Regions from separate parts of the Sus scrofa genome. Here region 1 is linked to region 2. Evidence: chromatin contacts called from public Hi-C data. All regions are on one chromosome and are shown on one strand. Each heading gives the region's core, a stretch centred on a gene start, on an enhancer-like site or on the middle of the called end of the contact. The rest is flanking DNA. Distances are from core to core; before and after follow the strand shown. Region 1 holds the start of INIP (INTS3 and NABP interacting protein). Region 2 holds the start of KIAA1958.

Evidence for each region. A called contact is a pair of places that touch in the nucleus more often than the background predicts.
Region 1: a contact with region 2 is called in a Hi-C map of embryonic fibroblasts, with 3 times the contacts expected there. The contact joins the promoter of INIP here to the promoter of KIAA1958 in region 2. A contact is called at or near these places in 3 of 5 promoter capture datasets (fetal liver, fetal skeletal muscle and liver) and 2 of 47 Hi-C or Micro-C datasets (embryonic fibroblasts and fetal skeletal muscle).

The regions. Positions count from the first base shown.
Region 1 is chr1:253,390,393-253,396,057 of Sscrofa11.1, reverse strand. It overlaps INIP (INTS3 and NABP interacting protein), which reads left to right and starts at 2,207. Exons shown (of 5, transcript NM_001244886.1): 1 at 2,207-2,339; 2 at 3,381-3,461. The coding sequence starts at 3,437.
Region 2 is chr1:253,197,738-253,204,082 of Sscrofa11.1, reverse strand. It overlaps KIAA1958, which reads right to left and starts at 1,703. Exons shown (of 5, transcript XM_013993763.2): 1 at 1,436-1,703.

The DNA of each region.
Region 1 (5,665 bases), core at 958-3,457, 190 kb before region 2:
TCCACCAACACTGCACAAGGGTTCCAATTTCTCTGCCAACACTTGTTATTTTATTTTCCGGGTTTTTTTTTTTTTTTTTTGGCAGGGGGGTTAATAGTAGCCATCTAATGGATGTGAAGTGGTCAGTCGTTTATTTTTATTTCCTTTTTATAGATGATAGAACTGAAGGGCTCACAATCATTACATATCAGACCTGGGATTTGAACTCAAGCGAATTGACCCACTTTTTTTTTTTTTTTTCAGGGTTGCACTTGAGGCATATGAAGGTTCCCAGGCTAGGGGTTGAATCAGAGCTGCAGCTGCCGACCTACACCACAGCCACAGCAACACAGGATCCGAGCCACATCTTCGACCTACATACCCCACAGCTCACAGTAATCTCAGATCCTTAACCCACTGAACAAGGCCAGGGATCAAGCCAGTGTCTTCATGGATACTAGTCAGGTTCATTTTTGCAGAGCCACAATGGGAACTCCAGCAATTGACTCACTATTAACCAATATATTAAGATACTTGTGAGACTGAAATGCAAAAAACACTCAAGAAGATGAAAGGGTTCAAGGACTGATAGTTACCAAATAAAGGAAAAAAATAATCAGCAGCAAGGTAAGCTTACCTTTCTCTCCCTCTCTCTCTCTCTTTGGCCTTGCCAGCAACATGCAGAAGTTCCTGGGCCAGGGGTCAAACCCATGCACCACAGCAGCAACTCAAACTAGAGCAGTGACAGTGCTAGATCCTTAACCCACTGCCCCACCAAGGAACTCCAATTTACCTTTCTCTTGATAATGTTTTCCGAATCCTGTGAGGCTGAATCTATTATGAAATTACAAAATGGTGTTCTGGGGGGTAGAACTCTTTTTTTCACCTTAAAGAAATTTGTTCAGAATGTCTGTTCTGAACTGTTCAATTCTTGGGACTTAGACTGGAGTTTTCTTATGCCCTAATTTCTGTATTGACAACATAAAAACAAAAAATTCTCTTAACGTTCTGTCAGCAACATATGTTCCAGTCATCATTTTAGCCAGTCCAGATCTCAAAAAGTTCTCTTAGCTGAAAAGGGGTCCCGGCCAACTACCAAAATGCTCATTTTACATCTAGATTAAAGAAGTCAGCAGACTACTGAGCTCTCGGATCTGGTCTCAGAGGAGTTCCTTCCTGCAGAGCAGAGACAATGTGTGAGATTTAAGAACCGGGGCTTTCCCATATGACAGACCTTTAGTCATTGAAATTCAGCTAGCTACTTGACATAAAGTAACTGAACATTTCTGAGTCTGATGTATAAGTAATAAAGAAAGAAATATATAAATAAATCACATATAAATATAGGAGTGAATGTAAGTCATACATAAATCAGGGAGTGACAGGACCAGAGCTGATGCCCAGGAAGCACCTAGCATGCACAGGCACTTAATAAATGCTTGGTAGTTCAAATTTCAGTCATGGATCCATGCACAACAAAATTGGGCACCATAAACATATTATTAAGCAAACATCAGTTATTAAGAACATATGCTCAAATTCTAGAAAAGATGGCGATGTTAAGATGGTTAACGACCCAGAACAGGTGACACACATCCACACGAGGTTACTATTCAATGCAGAGAAGTATATCTATTGTGCTGGAATCAGGCCGACAGGTGATCCCACTAGGAACGACTTCGTGTTCTGAGATGTGGCATACCCATTTCTTAAATACAGACTATTGCACAGTAGTAAAAGTTTCCACAAGTTTATTGCTTTTCTCATGTATAATTATGTAAACTACAAAAGAAAAATATGCCTGGGATTTGCGTATATAGACGCTCAACCTGAGAAGGTTGTTAAAGCTGGGAAGCGAGTCTAGCCTATGAAGACTTGCTCTCCGAATCCCAAGGGGAGCTAGGCCTTTAGTGCTGGGTGGCTTTTCGCCCCCGCCGCTCCCAGATGAATGGGCCGCTCGCGGTGCTAGGGACCCGGCGGTCTCTGCCCCGCCCCTGCCCAGCGGAGCCCGTAGGAGGCGTCCCTGCGCCCCGCCCCGCTCGGGCCCCGCCCCGGCCGGCCCCGCCCCCGCTGGTGCGGCCTGCGTGTTCCAAGAGCCTCTCCACCTGCCACTCTTGGAAGGGAAGTGGCGTCTGCAGGAGGCGGCAGTTAGAGTACGAATCGCAGTGAGCAGCGGCCCCCGGGTTCAGCCGGGAGGCGGAACTTCCGCTCCCTCCCCGGTAAGTCATCGAGAGGCGGAAGCGCAGCGGGGGCGGGAAGGTTGTAGAACGGCACGTTGAGCTCTGTTTGCGGTTCTTCAAGTCGCGTCCCCTTGGAGAACGCACCCCGACTGAGGCAGCCCGGGGCTCTCTCGCCTCCCGGTAAGTAGGACCATCTGGCGGCGCCGGGGGAGCAGAGCACGTGGCCCCGGCGCTGACCCGCTGCAGCCGTCCCTTGCCACCGGGCAGTGGCCTCCGCCAACCCTGCTCCCAGCATTTCTCACTCCCAGCGTTTCTCACTCCTTCTCCGCTCTTTGGTCTCTGCCGCAGCTCCTGCCCGGCCTGCCCTCCACCACGCCCCAGGGCACCCTTTTGAGACGCAGGTCCAGCCCGGTCCCATCTCTGCTTGACGAAGATGGCCCTCTTGTCCTTCCCGTTCAAATCAGGCTTCGCTCGCCCTGTGTTCCTTCGCCGCAGGAGACACTTAGTATTATTTCGTTCAAAACGAAAAAAATGTTTGCTAGCGCTTGGATTTTCCCAAAGACCCCTGAGGGCATCCTTCGCCAAGCCGGGAGAATCAGTGCCTCTGCGCTTGCAGAGCGCTGTTTACAAGAGCGCGTTTGTTAAACTTCGTTAGTATGGTTGTTTTCCCACCGAATTATATGTTTCTTGAGGGCAGGAATTAGGGTCTTGCTCTTTTGAGTTCTCTCCAAGGCCCGATACAAAAACACAAAGTTTGGAAACTCAACAGCCCAAAGTATTCTCACTAGCTTTGTGACCTTAGGCACGATTTCCCCATCTATAAAGTGGTGATAAATGAAATAACTGATTTCACTCATCTTACACAGTGTATGGTGCAGAATATGTACTCGATAAATATTCGACTCGTTTTATTTTTAGCTGTCAGTAGTTGCTAGGTACGGTTTTTTAAGTGGCTGGAGAGGCATCCTAGATGCGTGATTTTTCTTCCCATCTCTGTGATCATATTGATGCTCTCAATTAGTTAATACATTTGGTAGTATTTGACAAGCACAGCCTAATTATGTAATTAAAGACTAATGCTAAATGTTGGTGTCAACATCTGCAAGAATAAACATTTAACCTTCATGCTCTAATAACTTGAGGGGCTTGATTTAAGTCTGTGTGCCTTTCAGATGTATGCTTCCGAAGAGATGAAGATATGTGTGTACACATTTCTTATAGGTGATTGTAAAGTGCTGACCCATTGCCACTGAACATAGTTGAAACAGAATAGGAAGATGGCAGCAAACTCTTCAGGTCAAGGTAAATGCGTCCTGGAATTTATTCCTAGGAACTTTTTTCCCCGTGTAGTAAAGTATTTTGATAGAAAACTTAGCATGCTGAAGCCAGAATAAAAAATGAATAGCAAAGTAAAACCCCCATATTTGAAGCAAGTCCAACCAAGCAAGTCCAATATATAACATCCTTAATAGCTATAAATCTTACCTTTTAATCTGGTTAAGATCATTCACATTTTGTAAACCTAGGTCCTCCTCTGACATCTGTGTTTTCTTGCTCTTTTACTTGAGATCAGAACCCCCCCCCCCTCCATTTTTTTCCCCCTGTCTTTTTAGGGCTGCACCCAAGGCCTTTGGAAGTTCCCAGGCTGGGGGCTGAATCAGAGCTATAGCTGCCGACCTACGCCACAGCCACAGCAATGCTGGATCCTTAACCCACAGAACGAGCCCAGGGATGGAACATGCAGTCTCATAGATATTAGTTGGGTTCATTATTGCTGAGCTACAACGGGAACTCTCAGAACCCTTTTTCTTTTCTTTTTTTTTTTTTTGCTATTTTTTGGGCCGCCTCTGCGGCATGTGGAGGTTTCCCAGGCTAGGGGTCGAATCGGAGCTGTAGCCACCGGCCTACGCCAGAGCCACAGCAACAAGGGATCCGAGCCGAGTCTGCAACCTACACCACAGCTCACGGTAACGCCGGATCGGTAACCCACTGAGCAAGGGCAGGGACCGAACCCGCAACCTCATGGTTCCTAGTCGGATTCGTTAACCACTGCGCCACGATGGGAACTCCAGAACCCTTTTTCAAGAAGTTACCACTAGGCAATATCCATGCCTTCATCTTCATTTGCTCTAAAAACTTTCATACACATTTCATCTATGTTAAGAGCTCTCCAAAGTAAATCAAATTAGGAGTTCCCATCTGGTACAGCGGAAACAAATCTGACTGGGAACCATGAGGTTTTGGGTTCGATCCCTGGCCTCGCTCAGTGGGTTAAGGATCCAGAGTTGCTGTGAGCTGTGGTGTAGGTTGCAGACGTGGCTTGGATCTGGTGTGGCAGTGGTGTAGGCTGGCAGCTGTAGCTCCCATTAGACCCCTAGCCTGGGAACCTCCATATGCCACGGGTGCAGCCCTAAAAAGCAAAAAAATAAATAAATAAATAAAATAAGATTAGAAATATTCTAAATAAGACGTTTTTATTTAAAAACAGTTTTAAAAAGTAAAATTACATCTCTAGAAAGTATTAAATTCCACTTTGTAAGTTGTTTGCTGCTTAGAAACTTGAAGCAAACTTGTCTTTCCTTTTTGTATCAAGTCTAAACTCTTATTTGGGAATTCCCTTTTGGCCCAGGATTCAGAGAACGTTATCAAGGGAAAGGTAAATTGGAGTTTTTTGTGGTGCATTGGGTTAAGGATTGAGCATTGTCACTGCAGCGCTTGAGTCACTGCTATGGCACGGGTTCAATCCCTGACCCAGAAGCTTTTGTATTCTATAGGCACAGCCAAAAACAAACAAAAAAACTATTTGACCCATCGTGTTTTTAAATTAATCTTAGTTTTGTTTTATCTTAAGCTTCATATAAATGGAATCATAGTGTGTATTTGTATCCAGCTTCTCATACTCACTGTACTGTCTGTGAGAAGAATCCATGTTGTACTGTGTATCAGTAGGTCATTCTTGGAGTTACCTGGTGGCCCAGTGGGTTAAGGATCTGGAATTGTCACTGTTGTGGCATGGGTTCCATCCCTGGCCTGGGAACTTCTATATGCTGCAAGTGAAGCCAAAAAACCCCACAAACATAGCTTTTTATTGGAGACTAGTATTCCATTTTATGAATTTACCACAATTTACTTATTTATATCCTCCTTTTTGGAAGGTTTGGGGTTATATCAGTTTTGGCCATTGTGAATAAATGAATATTCATTTGTAAGTCTTTTTGCAGATATTTGCATAAATATCTAGGAATGGAGCAGCTGAGTTTATAGTTAACTTTGTGAAAAACTGCCAAATCTTTCCCCAAAGTGGTTGCAAATCCTTCTAGCATGTGTGAGGATTTTGGTTGCTCCATATATAGCATTGTTGGTCTTTTCAATTTTAGCCATTTTAGAAGCTGTAAAGTGACATCTTATTGTAGTATTAACTTGCCTTTCCTGGATGACAAATGTGGAGCACTTTTTTGAGTGTGTTTATTAGCCATTGTAAATCTTCCTTTGAGAAATGTTTATTC
Region 2 (6,345 bases), core at 454-2,953:
TCTCACATAACAGACAAAAAAAAAAAAGTCTCCAGAAATGAGCAGTAGTGGAGGTTAATGCAAAGATACAAATCCATACCTTCGTTAAAACCTTAAGCTGCAAAATTAATTTCCTGTCTTCTATTCAACTTCATTTATTATTTGAGTACCTACAAATACGTAGCAACTGTTCATGAAAAACTTAGATAACATAAATCAGAAATACCATATACAGTACTTTTCAAAACATTATATCCACCACACACAACCCAATCGTTGACTATGGAAACTACATTAAGTACATATAGCAAGGAAAACACAATCACAGGGGAAACGATCAGTTCTAACATCTCATGTTCTCCCCATAGGTCGTGAAATATCTCATATCTTAAACCAGCAAAAATAAAGGTTTTAACCTGAACGGAAAACTGGATAATTGTTTATTGCACCTCCACTGTGGAAGCTGTCACTACCTGAGTTTCTTGCTAACTATTTATTTAATAGGTAGAAGACTGTCATGTCAATCCTAAGGAGTCTGGGAAACAGCTAAACTTTACCCCCTAAACTTACATACTTATGTAAAAATCACAGTCATATTTATCTTTTATTTCTTGCCTGTAAGTCCCTATCTAACCAAGCAAGCAACCAAGCAAGCAAGCCACCAGAAAAACTACAAAACATTCTTCGATTTTGATTTGCTTTTGGTCAGCCCAACCTCCTCCTACCGAGGGAAATCTATTTCTCGATGTATTTGATAACAAACACAAATCACTGTGCGCAGCCTCAGATGTGGTGGGGGGCGGAAGAGCCCTCCGGAGAAAACCCTCCTCCGTTAGAAACAATAAATAAGGGACCGAAGCGATGCACGTTCCTTCACACACGCCCCAAACGCATCTCGGCGTGCCTTGCGGGAGGCAAACAAGTCGGGCAAAGCCCCGAAACACCTCTCTCCCTCTCTCTCTCCATAACCTCTTCAAGACTTGGAAACTAAGAGAGCAGATCTTTTCTTTACCCTTCCCGCCCTCCTTCCCACCTCCAACAGACCCCAGAGCAAGAGCAGGCGAGCGGGACCCACGCAGCACCACCGCGACCGCGGCCCCGGCGGCGACAGGAGACGCTGGGCGGCGGGCCGGCCCGAGAGACAGTCCAAAGCCGCGGCCCCCCCCGCCGCTGCTCGCTCGGCCGCCGGGGGTCTCTACCCTGCACGTCCCCCAGCCCGTAGCTGGCGACGTCTGGCCGCCCAGCTCTCAGCCCTGACTCTCGGCCTTCCCGCGCGGCACCCCCGCCTCTGCCCGCCCCGAGGAACAAAAGGAAGGTTCAGCCGGGTCACTGCTAGGCCGCCGAGGGGGAGAACCCGCGGACCCCAGCGCGGGCCGCCCCCCACACAAAGGGGCTCCCGGCCGCGGGCGCAGCGTCGGCGCGCTCGTCCCCGCTCCGCGCGCGGGCTCTCACCCACCTGCAGGTGTCTGTGCGTCTGTCCATAGGAACGCGGGCAGCGAGGGGGCCTCAGGGAGCCGGGCACCGCGGGCTGGACGGGGCGGGACGGAGGGAAGGAAGGGAGTGCGGCCGCAGGGCCGGGGGTGGCGAAGGCAAGTGGAGCTGGGGAGGCGCCGGACTGGCGACCGACAGAGGTACGGGTCTGGGGGTGGGGGCGCCAGCCTGGCTCGGCCGACCGGCGCTCGCCGCTTCGTGCGCCCCGGGCTCCGCGCGCCCGGCTCGCAGCGCGGCGGGCGGGCGGGGGGCGGGGCGCGGGCGGGGCGGGGCCGGCAAGCGGGGCGGGGGCTCGGACCCCGGGCTCCAGCCGGCACCGGAAACGCGCCGTGGTCCGCGAAACCCACAGGAAGTGTGTAACTGCACCTCCCACGATGCGCACCCGGCTCGCGGTGGTCGCTGCCCCGAGGAGGTGTGGACCAATCCTCCTGCCAAACACGTGTGCACGCGACCCCGGTCTCCGCAGCCCGACAGGTGTGGGACCCAAGATCCCTGCTTCGTTCTCCAGTGGGCAGCACCCGTTCTTTCCACTAGCCCAGGGCCTGCGGTCCCCGCTGCCCCTTGCAGTTCCATACAGCTCTACCTCAACCCCGGCAGCAGACCTTGCGAAACATTCCGTCGTCAGGTGTGTGACACCTGTTTCAATGCACTAAGTGGAGTCATACCCAGGCATGTGCTGGAACACTTCTGATCGACAGACGAGCAACCTACAATCACCGCTGCCTGGTGGAAGTTTCTAACAACACAGGCACTCACCCCATGGAGGGAACCGGACCACTGAATAACACCTAAAACACACTAAGACCGGGGAAGCGTACAGTTGTGCGGGCTCTGCAAAACGGAGGTAAGGCTGGACCTAATACATGCTACCAGGCGCCCTCCACCTTTATCTAGCAAACACTTTCCTATCACTTACATTGTTAATTTACTTAATCCTTAGAACTCTGTGAAGTGGGTATAGTTAACATTGCCATTTTATAGATGAGAAAACTGAGGCACAGAAAAATCTGCCCAAGATCACATAGGTAGCTATGCGAGGAACTCAGATTCATCCCCGGCAGTCTGGCTCTGTGCTCTTAATTTCCTTTCTACTTAAAGCACTGAGCAGCTCCAAAATAATAATAATGGTAATAGATAACATTTCAATCATAGCTGATTAGCCATATGTGGTGCTCACATCTTGTCCTCCCTCCACCTGTGACACAGAAACCTCAATCCCTTCTACTCTGGTGAAGGGAGAGAATATGACTGAGAAGAAGACTATGACTAACTTTCAAACAAAGGAGAAGGGATTCCTAAGATCTTTGTCAACACTGCTGGTCTAGGCTGAATTTAAAAATCTGTAAACATTTTTGATAAAATAATGTGTCCAAAACAACCACCCAGGTAATTGCCGCATGTTTCCAATATGTAATAATCCTGCGGAGAAATTGGAACCCTGTGCCCAATATAAAATGGTGGAAATATAGAATGGTGCAGCCAACATGGAAAACACTGGAGGTTCCTCAAAAAACTAAAAACATAATTACTTTCTGATCCAGAAATCCCACCTCTGAGTATATATCCAAAAGAATTTGAAGCAACAACTTGAAGAAACATTTGCGTACCCATGTTCACTGTAGCATTATTCACAATAGCCTAGAAGTGGAAGAAGCCCAAATATCCATGAATGGATGAATGGATAAACAAAATGTGGCATATACATACAGTAGACTATTATTCAGTCTTAAAAATCCTGTCACATGCTACAACAAAGATAAACCTTGAGGGCATTATGTCAAGTGAAATAAACCAGTCAACAAAAGGACAAACACTGTATTCCACTTATATAAGGTAACTAGAGTTGTCAAAATCATGGAACCAGAAAGGTACTGTGGTGGTTGGTTGCCAGGGACTGAGAAGGGAAACATGGAGCGTTGTTTTTCCACGAGTATAATGTTTTAGTTTTGCAAGATGAAAAAGCTCTAGAGATCTGTTAGGCAACAATCACTGAACTGTACACTTAAAAATGGTAAAAAAGAGAGTTCCCGTCGTGGCACAGTGGTTAACGAATCCGACTAGGAACCATGAGGTTGCGGGTTCGGTCCCTGCCCTTGCTCAGTGAGTTAAGGATCCGGTGTTGCCGTGAGCTGTGGTGTAGGTTGCAGACGCGGCTCGGATCCCGCGTTGCTGTGGCTCTGGCGTAGGCTGGTGGCTACGGCTCCGATTAGACCCCTAGCCTGGGAAACTCCATATGCCGCGGGATCGGCCCAAGAAATAGGAAAAAAAAAAAAAAAAAAGGTAAAAAGGATAGATTTTATATTACTTATTTGTTACTACAGTTAACTTTTCTAATGCAATCCCATCTGTTTAAAGGATATTTCCATCTTGATGAGTTTTTTATTTTAATTTTTTTAAGTACAGTTGATTTATCTATTTATTTTTGGTCTTTTGTCTTTTTAGGGCCACACCCTTGGCATGTGGAGGTTTCCAGGCTAGGGGTCTAATCGGAGCTGTAGCCGCTGACCTACAGCACAGCTCACAGCAATGCCCGATCCTTAACCCACTGAGTGAGGCCAGAGATCGAATCTGCAACCTCATGGTTCCTAGGTGGATTCGTTTCCACTGCACCACGACAGGAACTCCTTGATGGGTTTGTTGTTGTTGTTGTTGTTGTTGTTGTTGTTGCTATTTCTTGGGCCGCCTCCGCGGCACGTGGAGGTTCCCAGGCTAGGGGTTGAATCGGAGCTGTAGCCACCGGCCTACGCCAGAGCCACAGCAACAAGGGATCCGAGCCGCGTCTGCAACCTACACCACAGCTCACGGCAACGCCGGATCGCTAACCCACTGAGCAAGGGCAGGGACGGAACCCGCAACCCCATGGTTCCTAGTCGGATTCGTTAACCACTGCGCCACAACGGGAACTCCCGGTTTTTTTAAATGATGTGAGCTTGCTGAACAAACTCACTACCCCACAAATTTTTTTTTTTTTTTTTTTTTTTTTTGGTCTTCTTAGGGCTGCACCCCCGGCATATGGAGGTTCCCAAGCTAGAGGTAGAATCAGAGTTACAGCTGCTGGGCCTACACCAGAGCCACAGCAATGACAGATCCGAGCCACGTCTTCGACCAACGCCACAGCTCATGGATGGCAACGCTGGATCCTTAACCCACTGAGCGAGGCCAGGGGTTGAACACGCAACCTCATGGTTCCTAGTCGGATCCGTTTCTGCTGCGCCACGACGGGAACTCCGCACTAAGAACTATTAAAACTGCATTAAAAATAAAGTGAAATAAAATAAAATAATAAAATAAAATAAAGGCTCTTTAAGCCTATTTTACAGCAACCCAGGCAGCCAAGGCTTGAGAGTCCCTAGGGCCCAGCAAGGAGGGAAACACTGTGAGGTGATCCCCCCATTCTCAGCCACATTTCCTCCTCAAAGCATTGCTGATTTGTCTGGGAGTATAGAAACCAGAGAGAGAAATCCTAGAGCGTTCAACAGCCTGACTGGGCTGGAGATACAAATTTTGGAGGTCGTCTATCAGGGCAGCTAGGGCTAAGATCCCAGAAGAAAGGCAATCACAGGAAAAGGAGTCAAACACTCCACATACTGTTTTCCCTCAGGATAGTATGCTGATTCTTAACCTATACATGCAAGCAGCAAGAAGCCAGGAAATCAAGTAGAAAGCAGTTGTTAAGAGAGAGAGAAAAAAAAAAAAAAAGAAAAGAAAGAAAAAGCAGAAATCTTTAGCTCTGATTCAACCCCTCGTGGTGCTGGAAAGAATTAATGAGGAAAGAGGAGCCCTGGCAAACTAAACTTTAGGGGTAGGGAATAGCTAGAAAGTGACTGCCTTGTAACCATTTGGTACTTTCTCAGATAAATATAGGGTCAGTTGCATATATTTTTAAATTTCACTAACATTACTTTTGTGTTTTTTGTGATTAAATAATATTTTCCATTAACTTTACAATATTATGGCAAAGTTTTAATGGTTTTTTGGGTTTTTTTTTTGTTTTTTTTGTTTGTTTGTTTGTTTTTGTCTTTTTGCCATTTTCTTGGGCTGCTCCTGTGGCATATAGAGGTTCCCAGGCTAGGGGTCGAATTGGAGCTGTAGCCACCAGCCTACACCAGAGCCACAGCAACTCGGGATCCAAGCCGCCGTCTGTGACCTACACCACAGCTCACGGCAACGCCAGATCGTTAATCCACTGAGCAAGGCCAGAGATCGAACCCACAACCTCATGGTTGCTAGTCGAATTCGTTAACCACTGAGCCACGACGGGAACTCCCAGTTTTAATGGTTTTTTAAATGTATTTTTCATTGCTAAAGTTCCATTTTTTTTCTTTTTTCTTTTTTAGGGCTCAGTCTGTGGCAAATGGAAGTTCCCGGGCTAGGAGTCAAATCGGAGCTGCAGCTGCTAGCCTATACCACAGCCACAGCACAGCCAAATCCAACTCTCATCTCCAGCCTATGCCACAGCTTGCAGCAATGCTGGATCTTTAACCCACTGAGTGAAGCCAGGAATTGAACCTACCTCCTCATGGATACTAAGTTGGGTTCTTAACACTTTGAACCACATGGGAACTCTAGTTTTGTTTTGTTTTGTTTTGTTTCTTAATCTGCTGTTTATCAGCAAATGGTGCTAGAACAATTGGATATTCCTAGTCAGAAAAATGAAATTTAATCCACACCTTGCACATGTCCAAAAATTAACTTGAGAGAGTTCCTTTGTGGTTTAGTGGGATAAAGACCCAGCACTGTAACTGCTATGGCTCAGGTCACTGCCACATGGGGACTTCCACATGCTGCAGGTATGGCCAAAAAAGAAAAACACATATCAACTTGAAATGGTTAATGTGCCTAAATGCAAAATTTAAAACTGTAAAACTTCCAGAA